Regions from separate parts of the Mus musculus genome. Here all the other regions are linked to region 2. Evidence: chromatin contacts called from public HiChIP or PLAC-seq data. All regions are on one chromosome and are shown on one strand. Each heading gives the region's core, a stretch centred on a gene start, on an enhancer-like site or on the middle of the called end of the contact. The rest is flanking DNA. Distances are from core to core; before and after follow the strand shown.

The links. HiChIP or PLAC-seq counts read pairs in DNA pulled down with a chosen protein or histone mark.
Region 1: a contact with region 2 is called in an H3K27ac HiChIP or PLAC-seq map of large pre-B cells, with 6 times the contacts expected there. The contact joins two enhancer-like sites. A contact is called at or near these places in 1 of 484 Hi-C or Micro-C datasets (the HPC-7 cell line) and 1 of 115 datasets of contacts at active chromatin or transcription factors (large pre-B cells).
Region 3: a contact with region 2 is called in an H3K27ac HiChIP or PLAC-seq map of double positive thymocytes, with 9 times the contacts expected there. The contact joins two enhancer-like sites. A contact is called at or near these places in 2 of 15 datasets of contacts at CTCF or cohesin (large pre-B cells and pro-B cells), 7 of 484 Hi-C or Micro-C datasets (CD4 T cells, CD8 T cells, Th1 cells and 1 more), 6 of 115 datasets of contacts at active chromatin or transcription factors (CD8 T cells, astrocytes, double positive thymocytes and 3 more) and 1 of 9 other capture datasets (embryonic trunk).

What each region holds. Positions count from the first base shown.
Region 1 is chr17:50,992,455-50,996,909 of GRCm38.p6, forward strand. The region is part of intron 3 of Tbc1d5 (TBC1 domain family, member 5); the gene reads right to left. Among named protein-coding and RNA genes, the nearest start is that of Gm31083, 110 kb to the left of the region's middle. Within about 2 kb of position 1,362, at least 121 of the 459 cell types and tissues checked have an H3K27ac peak or open chromatin away from gene starts, as enhancers often do. A contact at or near this core is called in the HPC-7 cell line, where this site is marked.
Region 2 is chr17:51,900,526-51,905,543 of GRCm38.p6, forward strand. It overlaps Gm20098 (predicted gene, 20098), which reads left to right. Exons shown (of 3, transcript NR_045095.1): 2 at 4,966-5,018. Among named protein-coding and RNA genes, the nearest start is that of Gm20098, 20 kb to the left of the region's middle. Within about 2 kb of position 3,641, at least 50 of the 459 cell types and tissues checked have an H3K27ac peak or open chromatin away from gene starts, as enhancers often do. A contact at or near this core is called in CD8 T cells, the HPC-7 cell line, Th1 cells and 2 more, where this site is marked.
Region 3 is chr17:52,460,195-52,464,936 of GRCm38.p6, forward strand. No RefSeq gene overlaps it. Among named protein-coding and RNA genes, the nearest start is that of Gm27217, 140 kb to the right of the region's middle. Within about 2 kb of position 2,222, at least 29 of the 459 cell types and tissues checked have an H3K27ac peak or open chromatin away from gene starts, as enhancers often do. A contact at or near this core is called in CD8 T cells, Th1 cells, double positive thymocytes and 1 more, where this site is marked.

The DNA of each region.
Region 1 (4,455 bases), core at 112-2,611, 910 kb before region 2:
ATAATAATGAAAATTAAAAATTATTATATTATTATATTTTAAAATCTATGACAAACTAATTATCAAATTTAACTATTACTACACACCATAACAGATATCAAAGTAATTGGTTATTGATTTTATACAAACTAACAAATTAGAAGGTATCTAGAAAAATGTTAAGTATGCCCTAATTAATAAATGCATTTTCTAATTCAAGTTTGCATTCATGCAACTGGACCAATGTGTTAACTTTCCTAGGATTTTAAAATTCAATGGCAAGGCAATTGTTAAACACTTCTAGAACTGATCTTACAGAAAACAGAAAGCAAGAAAAATATATTTGAATAAGGAGTTTCATTAGGCTGCCTCAATACAGGCCTTTCCTACTATAAAAGGGCAAGATAGTACAGAGTTTCCTCTACCTTGTATTCTTGCTGAGTCCATTTCAGATTTAACTATAATTTGATCTCTTTGATGGAGAAACCTGTGGAAAATTACTTAAATGATTCTAAAAAACTAAGGTCAAGATGCCCCAGCTAATTTATCTGGGCTTCTGTTACACTACCTGCTTGAGCAAAACGTTATTTATTGTTTTATTAAAACTCCAGTTTATTGTGTATTATAGCTTCTGCCAAACTGCTTGCTTGCACAAAATATCCACCTATAACTGCCAGATGAGATACAGGATAGGGTTTTGCCTTTAAAAGCACTTTGATCTAAATGTCCGATACTACATTTAGGTACAGAATATCTAAGTGTACTCCCAACTAACAGGAATTGACTTTTAACTGACTGTGGGCTATGACATAACTGGTGGACTCCCTGAAGCATTTTAGAGGTTCAGGTTGTGCCCATGCCCCAGTGAGAGCCTTAGAGACTGGATCCCAAAACTGATGGTACCCACAGGAGTAGGAAGGAATACTCTGGCTATAGAGGAGTCCTAGAGGGTATGTACCTTGATTTATCCCAGGCGCTGGGGAAAACCTCTCCCAACAATCACTGTCTAGTACTCTAGAAGCATCTGAATCCAGTTCCCCAAAAGACAAAAGTCATCTGATTCGGATGACTCCAAAGGTTAAGTGTCATCTGCAGGAGGTGACATCTAGGTAGGACACAAGAGGAGAAGACATACAGGAGCATAGATTCTGCATCACAGAACTCACCTGGCCTGTTCAGATACATGAGTGTATGGTAGCCACCCCTGGCTGACTTTACTATGTGTCTCTCAGTATGAGAGATGTGTGTCTATTTCACTTTGTGTGTTTTTGTCAGTTATATTGGTTGGAGAAACAGATCTAAAATGGGGAAGTAGTGAGTCATTGCAAGACTGTAGCCATTACTATCTCTGAGACAGCACATGACTTCCTGAAGGCTCACAGGCCACAGTGGGCTGACCACCCATGCTGCAATATCCTGCTTTCCAGGGGTGAAAGTGGCTGCACAGCAGCTGGCTACTGCCTTTTGCTATGATTACACCAGCAGCTCCCAAGTGTTGCAGCCACCAGTTTCCCTGTAGTAAACAATCGTTCTCTTGTAAAAAGTACTTCCATTCTGGCTTACAACCTGTGCTCTTGTGGTATTGACTCTAAATTACATTTGTCTTGGCCAGGGCACTCAGAGGAAGTCAAAACCTCTGCCTGTTCTCTCAGCCATTCTAGAAGAAATTGATCTATCTCTTCCTGACTGTTTGGTTCTGTCTTACTTAGGTGAATACTGCTCTAGGTGAAAAAAGGTCCTGTTCCCTGTGTGGAAGAGGGCAACAGCCCAGCCTCTCATCCAAGAGAACCCCTGCAGTCTAATCCTAGAGGCTTAAGCAGCTCTGTGTGCCCTGTAAAGTGTTCTAGTCACACTGGGGTAATCTGAGTAATGTGAGTAGTGACTGGGGTGGAAGTTCCACTCATTCATGGTTTATGTCTCCTTCTCTATCAGTGACTTGTATAACTGGAAGACTTAAAACCATTCTGTTTCAGAATCTTTAACTATAGGCTCTTTAACTATACATATAGGCAAATGTGGATGATTGCAGGCAGATCCTGACCACACTGTTTACAGGGTTTATAGTAGTTTTAGTACTGGTTATGTTTTTGTAAAAGACTTATGGCTTACAATTGTGTATGATTTGGTAGCTATGGTAGTGAAAAGCCTTATAACATTCTACAGAATATAACTAGAGAAGTATAGCTTCTGATAAGGAACCCGAATGACATTTTTGAGATGCTAGGATATTACCCATAGCACAAACAGAATGGATTTCGCATGTCTGACCTAAAGGTCATTTCTTCAGTACACCATATGCTTAGCTTGGGTATAAAGGGTTTATTGGCATGAACTCCCTGACTTATATCTCCAAACATGGGATCAAACCAGACCAACCAGGGTGATCATTCCCCAGCATTGAAGGACTATGGAAAACAAAGCACTAGACTTTGTCTTCAGAAAATACTATTCAGAAGCAAGGGGCTTGGGGGGGGGGGGATTGTTGGAAGAACTGATATAAAGTCACAGAAGTCATGGTGTGCTTTCCTGTGAGTTGTAAAGCTAAAAGAAGAGGTTCATAAATTTGTGGCCAGCCTAGGCATTTTGAAAAGACCCTCTCAAAACAACAAGATGAAACTGCCTGAGCCAACCTTTCTAAAAGTAACAAAAGACCAAGAGCTTATGAAAATGGGTTGCATGCATTGCTGCCCCACATTAAGAAAACATGTTCTAATTTTACTCCCTATTTGCATTATATTTGTTTCCAATATAGACATGTTGCACCTCAAGAGTGAGATGCTAAGACAGAAAGTAGGAAACTGTAACCAGTCTAACAGAAATGGAGATATCTTAAAGAGACGCTTGAGTCAACTTGACTATCAAGACTACTGAAACAATGGGCCTCAAACAAATTGGAATTTTCTCAGGAAATTTAATGTTACATAAAGGAAAAGGCAGCAACCAAAAGAGGACCTTTGTTTCCAGGAAAGAGTTTTCTCACAACCCTAACAACCTGTAGATCACCCAATAGGGTGAGACTGGGGATCCGATAGTGGTGGATGGAGCACACCCTGAGTGGGACTGCTTACTTGTGCATATCCTTGGTCCTCTCTTTAAATGTGATCTCCCTTCAGGACACTGAAGACAAACTTGAAACATTTTCTAGATTTTTGTCCCTCTTCCCAATGTGGCCACAGTGAATAAATCTCCTTTCATGAATTCCATATTTAATATGGCTTTTTAAAGTTGACTTATTGAAGATGGGTGGGCAGATCTGACTTGGAGCACAAGTTGTGAGCCCAAGTATAATAAAAATGTTACAGCTAAAACATTAAATATATGGAACAACAACAACAAAAAAAGTATAGTAAAAGCTATAAAAGAAAAGGACTAAGTCATACCCAAAGCATAGAAGGACTAGGAGGTAGACAGACTACCTAGTTAGCAGACATGTAGGGAGGGGGCCATGCCTGGGTAGGAGAATTCCGAGATGGCCAGCTTCTTCCTCACCCTTCTGACTTGAGACAAAAGCCTGAAAGCTTAAAACAAAGGCTTTGCAATCTTTTGTTACACACTAGCTGCTGATGAACTGGCTAAACAAGTTCAAGGCCTGCTTAGGAAATATGATACAAGAGTTCTGTGTCAATCAATGATTCTAGCTTTCTTCAAACTGTTCAACCTTAAGTTAGGGGAAGGAAACACTTTGGAGATCTAAAAATCCCAGCTCCAGAAAGACTGATTTGGGGGTGCAGGCGATGTTTTAGTTCCTTCTCTGATTTGTAGAAGGTCTTTTTCTCTGTGTCCTTACTGGGTTTCCTCACCTACAATAATCAATTTTCTTCAATTGCTGTTTCTCTCTGAGGTACTGGAGAATCCTCTATTATTACATGTTGGGCTTAAGATTTTTCTTCCCTTTTAATTCTTTAATTGGCAGAAAGAGCTAATGTAATCAAGATCCCTAGACCATATCAAACCCACTCTAACTCACTGTTGTAATAGAAATTGAAAGAAAAACTTTGCACAGTAAAGCTGGTTGAAGCCACTCTCACAGATGACATGGGCAGAAATACTGTAGTCTGAAAAAAAAAAAAAAAAAAGAATGACTCACTGTAGGATATTGAGAAGGAAATTTAAAAGTTCCTACAATTAAATGATATGAAAACACATGTCCATATCTATGGGCTATAATGAAGGTAGTCAGTCCTTGGAGTGAGCTGTATAGCTCTAAGTGTATACAATTAAAAAAAATAATTAAAGGTGTTTTATGATGGGGAATGTTAAGGAATTGGAATAAGAAGAACAAGACAACCCCAAAAGAAGTAGACAATAATAAATAACAAGCATCAAGGTGGAACTTGTTGAATTTAAATCAAAAGACAAAAAATCAATTAAATAAATTGTTAGTCCTTTGGAAAATGTAGCAAGATTGACAAGTATTATAACAGATACTATAAAAATCCAGTGACTATCAGGCCTACCTAAAAACTAAACTCTATT
Region 2 (5,018 bases), core at 2,391-4,890:
ACTGTGCCAAATAGTGCTGAAACAGACGGAATCCGCGTCCTATTTTTGTGTTCCATGCCACCAGGAACACCTTCGCTACAATCTATTCTTCCAAGGTGATAATTCATTAAATGAGCAGCACACGTTACCCCTCCAGGCACCACATACTTCAAGATGCTCCCACGTTGCCTGTATTCTTCTTACTTCTCAGGATGGTTTGGGGGGCCACAGAAAGCCCAACAACTGTTTCAGAGCATGCTGCCTGCAGTGCCAAAGAATTATGCACAAATAAAAGCCTGTGAGGGATGTGTAAGATGCTCAAGTAAGCATCTTAAAGAATGGGTAGGAAAGGACTCGGATGCTTTAAAGTACCTGGCAGAATCCCAATTAGAAATGGATAGGTAGAAAGTAGATCTGAACGGAGATGTAAAACAAAATACATAAATAGCAGGCTGAAGGCTCACGACCTAGTAGGGCAGAGCTGCCCATTGATTCTAAATGGGATATTCCTTTGATGTGCTGTGATTTAGATAAGTCTCAAATGCAAGAAGGAGCACATATTCATATATAGACCAAAGGAATTCTTTAAACAATAGTCTCCCTCCCCCCTCCTTTCTTCCCTCTCATTATCCCTCCCTTTTTCCTTCCTTTCTTCTTTCCATCATTCTTTTGTTCCAGGCTCCCACTACGTAGACCAGGTTGGTTTTGAACTCAGAGATCCACTTGTTTTGTCTCCTGAGTGCTGTGATTAAAGGCATATGCCATCACATACACTGTTATTTCTATTTTATTTTTTCCTATGCCAATGACTGTGGCTTCAAATCTGCAATTGAGAGATGAGATGGATGTATTTACGTGTCTCTTTGTGTGAGCATTTATGCACGTATATGTTTCTGTTTGTTATAGTGATTTAGCCTTACTTGCAGAATAATATTTCTGAAGTGTTGTTTCAGGTATGGTTAATTTTTTTTTTAAAAAGGCACTCCTGCTTATAATCTTCATATTTTGCTAGAGCAGAGAAAAATACATTTATACTTCTTTTTAACTGCGAAAAGCTGGCCATAAAAACAGCTGGATTCATGTGTGAAAAGGAAAGCAGTGAGCTCTCAGGAGCCAGGGGTTTTAGGAAAGGAATATGTTTGGGCAGTTCAGTACTGCTGTGTGCATTTCATTATTGTTATATGCATTTCACTATTGTTTTGTGCAGTTCACTATTGTTGTGTGCAGTTCACTATTGTTGTGTGCAGCTCACTATTGCTTTGTGCTTCTTTAATATATTTCTATTCTGATGTTACACTCAGTTTGTTTACAAACTTGGTCACTCATCCTGAAACCTAAAATGTCCTTCCCAGCTTTCCCAAGAACATCCATTTCTTGAGGCTGACAGCAGCTCTTGTGTCTCACATCCTTACGGAAGTCTAGTGGGATGAACCTCACTTTCTGTTCTCAGTACTTAGATTTAGCTGGGTCGGCAGAAAGGAGCAGAGGGTTCCATCCCTGCTCTGGCTTTTGAGTTTCACTGAGAGCAGGGGAGCAGATTGAATTTACAATACTCCTTATTTTTTTTATCTGAGGTTTAAATTATTAATGAGTGTGTATATGAATTATACCTATTTATAAGCCAACTGGCTTCATCCCTTTACATAGAAGATTTTCAGGTTAGTTTCACTACAAATCAGACTTCAAGGTTTCCTTGGCACTGTAGCTATGGCCTCCGGTTGTGACCACTAGTCATTGATAGCTCCATGAAAACATACACACACACACACACACACACACACACACACACACACACACACAAAGTCTTATACACACACGCCCAAACATACACATTCACACACAGACACTCACATACTCATTTATACACACATTGACACACAACACTCACATACAAATTTACACACACACACACACACACACACACACACTCAAACATACACATTCACACACATATACTCACACACTCACTTATTCACACACACTGGCATACATATACTCACATATAAATTCACACAGATATACATTTTGCCTATAAGTGCAGCATAGTCTCTAGAGTATCATGTTTTTCATAGTTAGTGATTTATATATTGCATACATACCAGAGTATATGCATACTCGTGGAAGTCAGAGGACAACTTATGGAATCAGTTTTCCTTTTCACCACATAGATTTCCTGTATGAAACTGTCGTTTTTAAAGGCTCTTCTAAGTCCTTTATCTCTTTGCTGTGTGTCTAAACTGTGTTTTTATTCTCTGGACCTGCAGGAACCCCAGTGTGAATGGCCACTAACACTCTGCTTCACTTCTTTGGTCCCCATATGTGATATATTCAGAAAGATTGTGTTCTCTTCCCCTGAAGATCTTAAAAAGACAGTCAAGAAACTTGCTTATTCTGGTCAGAATTTTCCTGGTTCAAAGCCATGATTTCTGTGTCTTTATTAAGAAAGAATGCCCAGCAATAGATCACCAATACTCGAGGAACACAGTGGTATTTTTGTCTCATTTTGCTTTACTTGGACTTTTTTTTTTGTCTTATCAGTCTTTTGTTTGCTTATTTTAATTTCTATTTTGTGAGGATTTTTTTTGTACATGTGAATTTCTTTTGGTTTTGTTTGCTTATTTTAAAAGGAGAAAGAGATAAGGAATGCAAAGTTGGGAGGGGAGAAATTGAGGGAGGGGGAAACACCATCAAAATATATCATATGAAAAATGTTTTAATTAAAAAAAGTTTTCAGCTGTGGTGGTGCAGGGTGGTAGGATTTGCTGAATGCAATAGGATCAGGAGTTCAAGGCCAGCCTGGAATATGTGATTTTTTAGCCAGGTGGTGATGGTATGCCTTATTAATCCCAGCACTCAGCAGGCAGAGGTAGGTGGATCTCTGTGAGTTTGAGGCCAGCCTGATCTACACAGTGAGTTCCAGGACAGTCAGGGGTAAATAGTGAGACCCTGTCTCAAAGTTCTCACCCTCCAAAAAATATTAGAAAGAAAGAGAGAAAGAAAGAAAGAAAGAAAGAAAGAAAGAGAGAGAGAGAGAGAAAGAGAGAGAAAGAGAGAAAGAGAGAAAGAAAGAAAGAAAGAAAGAAAGAGAAGAGAGAGAGAAAGAAAGGAAGAAAGGAACAAAGAAAGAAGGAAAGAAAGAAAAGAAGGAAAAGAAAACCTTGCTTTGACCCAAGAATCAAGTGACTTTCACAAAATAGTTTGGAGATTGGGACAGAAATGAGATGACCTGGGACATGTTCAGGTCTCTTCCAGAGGGACAGAACTAGCTTGAGCTCATCTTTTGAAAACCAAATAGGCATTCCTATTTTCAAGTAATTGTGAAGATGCCTGGAGTAAGACTCTAGTTCTAGAAAATTCGTTATAGTTACACTAAACTGTGGCTCATGAACCATGAGCAGGTTTCACAGGAGCCTTGCAGAACAACTTTTCTTTTCAGAGGCTACATGCCTTGTGAGGCTCAGATGGTGGTATGCTGGGAATTCCAAGATGATGTCATGGGTACCCAAAACACGTAGTGAGGCAGGCATGATGCCATCTGTGCTTTCTGGGTGTCATTTCTGACAAGGAATCTGAGCTTTCTGGAAGGAAGGATGCACATCAGGGTACACAGAGACTCATGCTATAGTGACTTCCGCTCTGTAGCACATGCACAGCTTCCTGTTTTGGTCTGATAGTTTTCCCCTGGGCTTTCAGAGACGCAAAATTACCCACACAGAGATAGGTTGCCCATGAAGAGAGCATATGTCTTATTTTTGGAAGCTTTCTTTAACAGTATCTTTGTTATTTTGTTTTATAAACCCTGTTTCCTCTTGTATTTTATATCATATCTTGACAGTAATTTCACCCAACCTTGAGGACTCCTCTTTCTCCCTCTTAAGGCTTTTATTTCTTGGCATTTTTCCCCCCATCATCTGTAGGAAATGTTCTTGTTACTGTTTTATTTATTTATAATATTAATGGCCTTATTCAGGTCTTACCATACATGTTTTTATTTCATTGGGTCAACCATTTGAAACTACTTGAGAATGTCTCAAGTGAGGTAACCAAAGATGCCTTCAACATACTCTCTGCTTCCAAGTTGTGTAGAGTTCGGGTGGGAAACTATGTGTGTAAAAACAGTAGTAAAAATAAAAGATGATTTCTCCTACGGGGGGAAGGAAGGAGGGTCACACAGATTTGCCATGTGCTTCGTGGCCACTGTGTTCATTGGTGAAGGGCCTGTGTAAACATTTTGTTCAGGCTTTCCCCATTGGATTTGATTGTTTAATTATAGACATTTTTTCATATAGCCTCTGTGTGTGTGTGTGTGTGTGTGTGTGTGTGTGTGTGTGTGTGTGTGTGAGTGTGCATGTGGAGGTCAGAGGACAACCTCAGTGATGGTTCTGCTCTTTGACTGGCTGGCCTGTGAACATCTAGAATTCCTCCAGTCTCTGATTCCTGTTTCCTGATGGATGAACAGGCACACAACTGAGTCTTCCTCTTAGGTAGGCTTTAGAGGTCTGAACTCAGTTCCTCATGCTGGCCTGCCTTCTCTTTTACCCACTAAGTCACCTCCTCATACTCTGCCTTTTGTTTTCTCTTCTTTTTCCTTTGTTGACACAGGGTCTTACTATGTAACTCTCACTGGATAGAGCAGGCTGACGTCAAAGTCACAGATACCTGCCTGCCCCTGATGCCTGAGTGCTAAGGTTAAAAATGTGTACCACCGTACCTGGTTTCTTTTTGTTTGTTTTGTGTTTTTGATATCTAATGCTTTCTGAGCCTTGTTGTAAAGTTACTGAGATACACTCCTGTGTTTTCTCCAATGTCTACGTTTACATATATCAAAAAAAAATACAAATTAAAACCAATGTGTTATTAATATATACTTGCTAGAATGATAGAGTTATAACATATTGTGAGTGAAAATATGAAATGAGAAAGCATGATGAGATTTATTCTGGTATGCATGCGCCTCACCCAAGTCTTTGGTATTTATACTTTTAGATCTTATCCAGAAGGAATGAAAACATCTATTAAGAAAACTTGTACATGTCTAT
Region 3 (4,742 bases), core at 972-3,471, 560 kb after region 2:
GTAATTACACGTGACACCAATTACTCTATTACTTTGTATTAAATTATAATGGAAAATTCCACTAGAGAATTGAAGCCTAATTGCATCTTAATTTGCATAATTTTGCATATTAATTACATCTCCGATGAATAATAAATTTCAGCAGATTTTTAATTTATGCATAGACACAAAAACAAGTGGAGAAATAATTTAGAAAAAAAAATACCAGCAACTATTACTTAGGGCATTCAACTAATTTTGCTTAGTTTAGCAAAACAAAACTTGGTTTGTTTGATATGGCATCTTTAGGCTGATTGCTGTTTATTGCATAATATGTCTCAAAGCATAGGTGCAGACATGGCTTTTCTTAATAAAAGAGGAGGGGGTTCAATTATAGCATTTTAAGTTTAGAGATTTTATAGTTTGCTAAACCTGTTTTGGGGATAACGTCTCTTTTTAGTTGGAAATATCTTTAATTGTAATTCCTTTTTAAAAACTGAAGATTAATTTCTGTTGTTGCTATTTTAAATGCAAGGGATTACAAAAAATAGAATATAAAAAAATACTTTGGTGAAGGCAACCACTTATAAAATGTGTCAAATGATTCCTTATTTTGAATCTATGGTGAAGTAGCTCAAAATTATTTCTGTGATTTTACATGAGCAATTCAAAGAAAGAATTCCCATGCAGGTTGTTGTTTTGTTGGGAAATCACTGTGCAGAGGAATGGCTTTTAAACCTAGCTGCTATTTTCTGATTATTTTCTTTGTTTATCAGTATCCTAGTCTAAGCAGTAACATTTGCTTTTGATTGCTAGAGACCTCGATTTTAAATTTCTTACCTTTGGCCTGATATTTATTAAATAAATGGAGCAGTTTTCTATAATTAATACATATAAAGCTATCTTTACATCAAAAGTCACAATAAAACATGACTTGGTATTTCTCAAATGATAATACATCTGTGAAAATTCAATTTGTCCACCTTTGCCTCAAAACAAGCCTTCATGTTTTACTGTTGAAGCAAATGCCAAAGAAGGGGGCCCTGGGTGCTGCCTCCTTAAGTCTAATACTATGATCATTTGGCAAATTATACAAAAGGAGAAGATGACAACATCCCAATAAATCAGGAAACTGTCAAGATTAATAATCTTAGCCGTCATCTGTTTTCCTATGAAAGCCCGACTGGCATCAAGCACGTTCCAGTTTATTCTGCCCTTCTTCTGGTTGGGAAACTGGATTTGTGCCAGCCTGGTGGCACACGACCTCCAGGAAGCCATCCTGTATGCCTTCTATCGTATTAGTCTGCATTTTGCCAGTCGCGCTGTTTCACGGGGCTGCAAGCAAGAACTCCTTAGGACACATGCGCCCTTCTCCCGTTTCTGATCAGCATTATCACTTGCTACAGACGGGAGACAATCTTGAGCTTAAAAGTCTGCATTTCTGTTTGTTTCCTTACATTCTAATATTTGCTGTTTGGTTTTAAAAGTTTTCCTCAGCTCAGACAAAGTAGAACCAATGAAAGAAATAAAATAAAGGCCCGACGTTCTATTGTCAGTACAAGGCCTTGCCTCTCTGGTTTCTGTTACTGGATGACAGACCTTTGGTTACTCAGGTATTTAAAAGCTGATCATTCAGCCATCCAAAATAGAACTGTGTCCGTGATCACATCTGTCTCTACTTTTTTGTTCAAGCCTTTTGATCAGGTTCTTACATTAAAGAGGGATTTGAGCTGGCTGAGTTCCTCGGGGAGGGGAGGGGGAAGAAAAAAAAATGATTCCAACATTTGAACAATGGTTCCCTCTTGTGGCCAGGCTTCAGGACTGCTGTTCAGGAAATCGAGAGCGGTGAAAAGTCTCTCCTGATGCTTAGACTTTTGTGCAACCTGCTGTATACCTACTGGCACCTGGTTTGGAGACCCTTCCTTCAGGTTCCAGTCACTGGTCCTATTTTTAGCATGGTGTAAGCTTTGTAGATTGAGGAGACAGCGGAACCCAGCTGTTCTGTGCTCATCATTGCTCTTATGCAGAGAAAAATCTTCCTTTGGAACAGCGTAGTGTCCGTATTTTAGGGAAAAAAAATTGAAGTTGTTAATGAGTATTTGGGGGAAAGGCTGTCTGGCTCTCATTATAGGGTTCAGAAGTGTATTTAGACTCCATAAGTCAAAGCATTCATAATCTCCTGAGGGAGCATTTCTGGTGTAGAATTAAGTCTAGACTGTGCTCATTCGTTTAGGCATTTTCATCTTTGAGGGTAAGAGCCTACAACACGACCAGTTACTCGCAGATGGGCCTCCCATGCCCCTTTCATCCATTCTCAAATAGACTTATTCGATCTGACTTCCTGATGGGACAACACTTGGTCTAATGTAGCATCTGTCAAAGCCCCCGCACAGGTCCTCACGGTGTTGAACCATGCTTAGAGTGGCGACTGCCAGAAGATGCCCCTTTAAACAGACTTTCCCCTCTTTAAGATCATATTCAATGGAGAAGTAAGCTACTGCGACATTGACAGGAATCTGCTCTTGCATACATGAGACTTTAAATATCAAGGAAAAATTGTAGCTGTCCGTGCAACAAGATGAATGCAATGTGTGTGTGTGTGTGTGTGTGTGTGTGTGTGTGTGTGTGAGTGTGTGTGTGTGTGTGTGTGTGTGTGTGTGTGTGTGTAATACAATTCTAGGTATAGAAACATTCTCTCTCAATGCTGTTCTAGGGATCCCATTTAAGGAATGAAAGCTTTTGTATTTGTCAAGGCATTTCCAGGCCACAATTCTTATTTACCTCACAGTTTGTTTGGAAGTTTTACATGGTAAACAATATTCAGGGTAGAAATGGAAGCAGTCTTGCCAATCCTGGACAACATTGTCAGTTGCCAGGAATCAAGACTACAGAGCTTTAGTAATTATTATTTTTTAATTGTACCTATGAACATGTAACGTATGTAAAACATGCGCATGCACATCTGTGCCAGGATATGTATGTTAAAGTCAGAGGACCGCTTTAGGAGTCAATTCTTCTCCCTCTGCTCTATGCATCCCGGGGACAGAATCCAGACCCTCAGTCTTAGCAGCAGACACACTGACCTACTGACCCATTTCGCAGACAAATGCAGGTGTAATTGCTCATATACTACTTTTTCTCTTGAGGGCAAACAAAGCTTTCTGATGCTCTCACATTCACTTGCAATATGAGTCATGTCAGAAGCACAGCTAGGTCAGTAGAGAATAGGGCTACTTCAGTTTAAGTTAGCCCAAACTTCAATATTAAAAAGAATGGCTTGCTTTTCTCCAAGTAGCGGACTTCAAAACAACTAAGGCTTCCTGTCATTGCTTTCAGCAGCTCCCCCTCCCTTTTCTTCACTGTTTCTTGGGAGGTGTCCTCCATGTGGTTTCTTTGTCAGGTAATAGGTGCCTGGCCGAAAGCTCCCCAAAGAGTCCATGCCCAATCCCCTGATTCCTTTCCCTTTTGTTCTGCCTGTTTGTTCAATAGAACAACCCAGGTTTGAATGGCGCATGGCTATAGCAGTTTCCCCGTAGCACATGCTTCTCAGCAGCTTGTGGACATTTAAAAAAAATTAATTAGTATCATCTGACTTCTGCAGGAAACCCATCCTCAAACCCAGTGTCTCTCTCTACTTTGCCCTTCTTATCTGTCTCTGCCTCTACCTAAGTCTCAGTCGCTATCCCTCTGTCTCTGTCTCTCTCCCTGACTCCCCCCCCCCCAAGAGATTAGCAATCTAATTCATTTGCACAAGAATAATAACCAACAAAAATCCATCTGGCTCTTCATTTTCTTTCTCTTAAAGGATCACAGAAGCCCTTGGAAGTTAGCAAAAACAAATAAGGAAAGAGGAAAAGTGTAAACTGAAGGGACCTAAGTTTTAGATGTAACAATTCATTCAAATTTTAAGTGAAATATTCAGGGCTTAGATGAATAGATAGTTTCTAGCTCTTATTTTGTCACATGGAGTTTAGAGACAGTTCAGAAACTGATTGTTTAGCCAATGATTTAATAAAGGATATTTTTAACAACAGAAAAACATGGAACAAAATCTCACGGAGAGTAAAAAAGAAGTCTTTTTTTATTGCCTTCTAAGCTTTTGGAAAATGGCAGGTTCACCTCCCTTGTGTCGTGCCTTGATGTGATTGGAGCAACTGAGCATATGTTTCTGAGCACAAGTCCACTGGAGCTCAGAGTGGCCTGTCTGTCCTTCAGGAGCTGGTCACATTCACCTCTTCTAAGAGACTTCCTTGATTTCCCATACATGCATGAACAGTGCTGTCATTAGCTCTCATTAGGCATTGTTTGATTTTCATCTGCCGTATTTTAAATTTGATTGCTTTTTTATCATGTTCCCTGTCTCCAGGTTGTAACTCCCATGGGGTCAAGAATTCTTACCACTTGCTTTTAAGCAGCACTCCACAAATGTCAATTGACCAAACAAACCCAAATCTAACAGAAAGTAGTATGATTTAAACAGGAGTTAATTTTCTCCCCCTAGACCAATAATTTCTTATGGGAATAGAGAAAGGATTAAATGTACTAAGAGGTAGAGTTGAGCTGCTTCCATCAATCAAGCTGGAGATGAAGGCAAGTCCAAAAGGAAGGCAGAACTTTCCCTGCTCATCTTTCAATCCCCCATGAAGTTTCCAGAATGTTGATGTAAGATCATAATCTTGGGTTTATATATGAAGAGAAAAGTATGCATTTCATACTGGTATTCTCTTGTCTGGCTGCTTCCGTGCTCCATCTTCTCTGTGGTG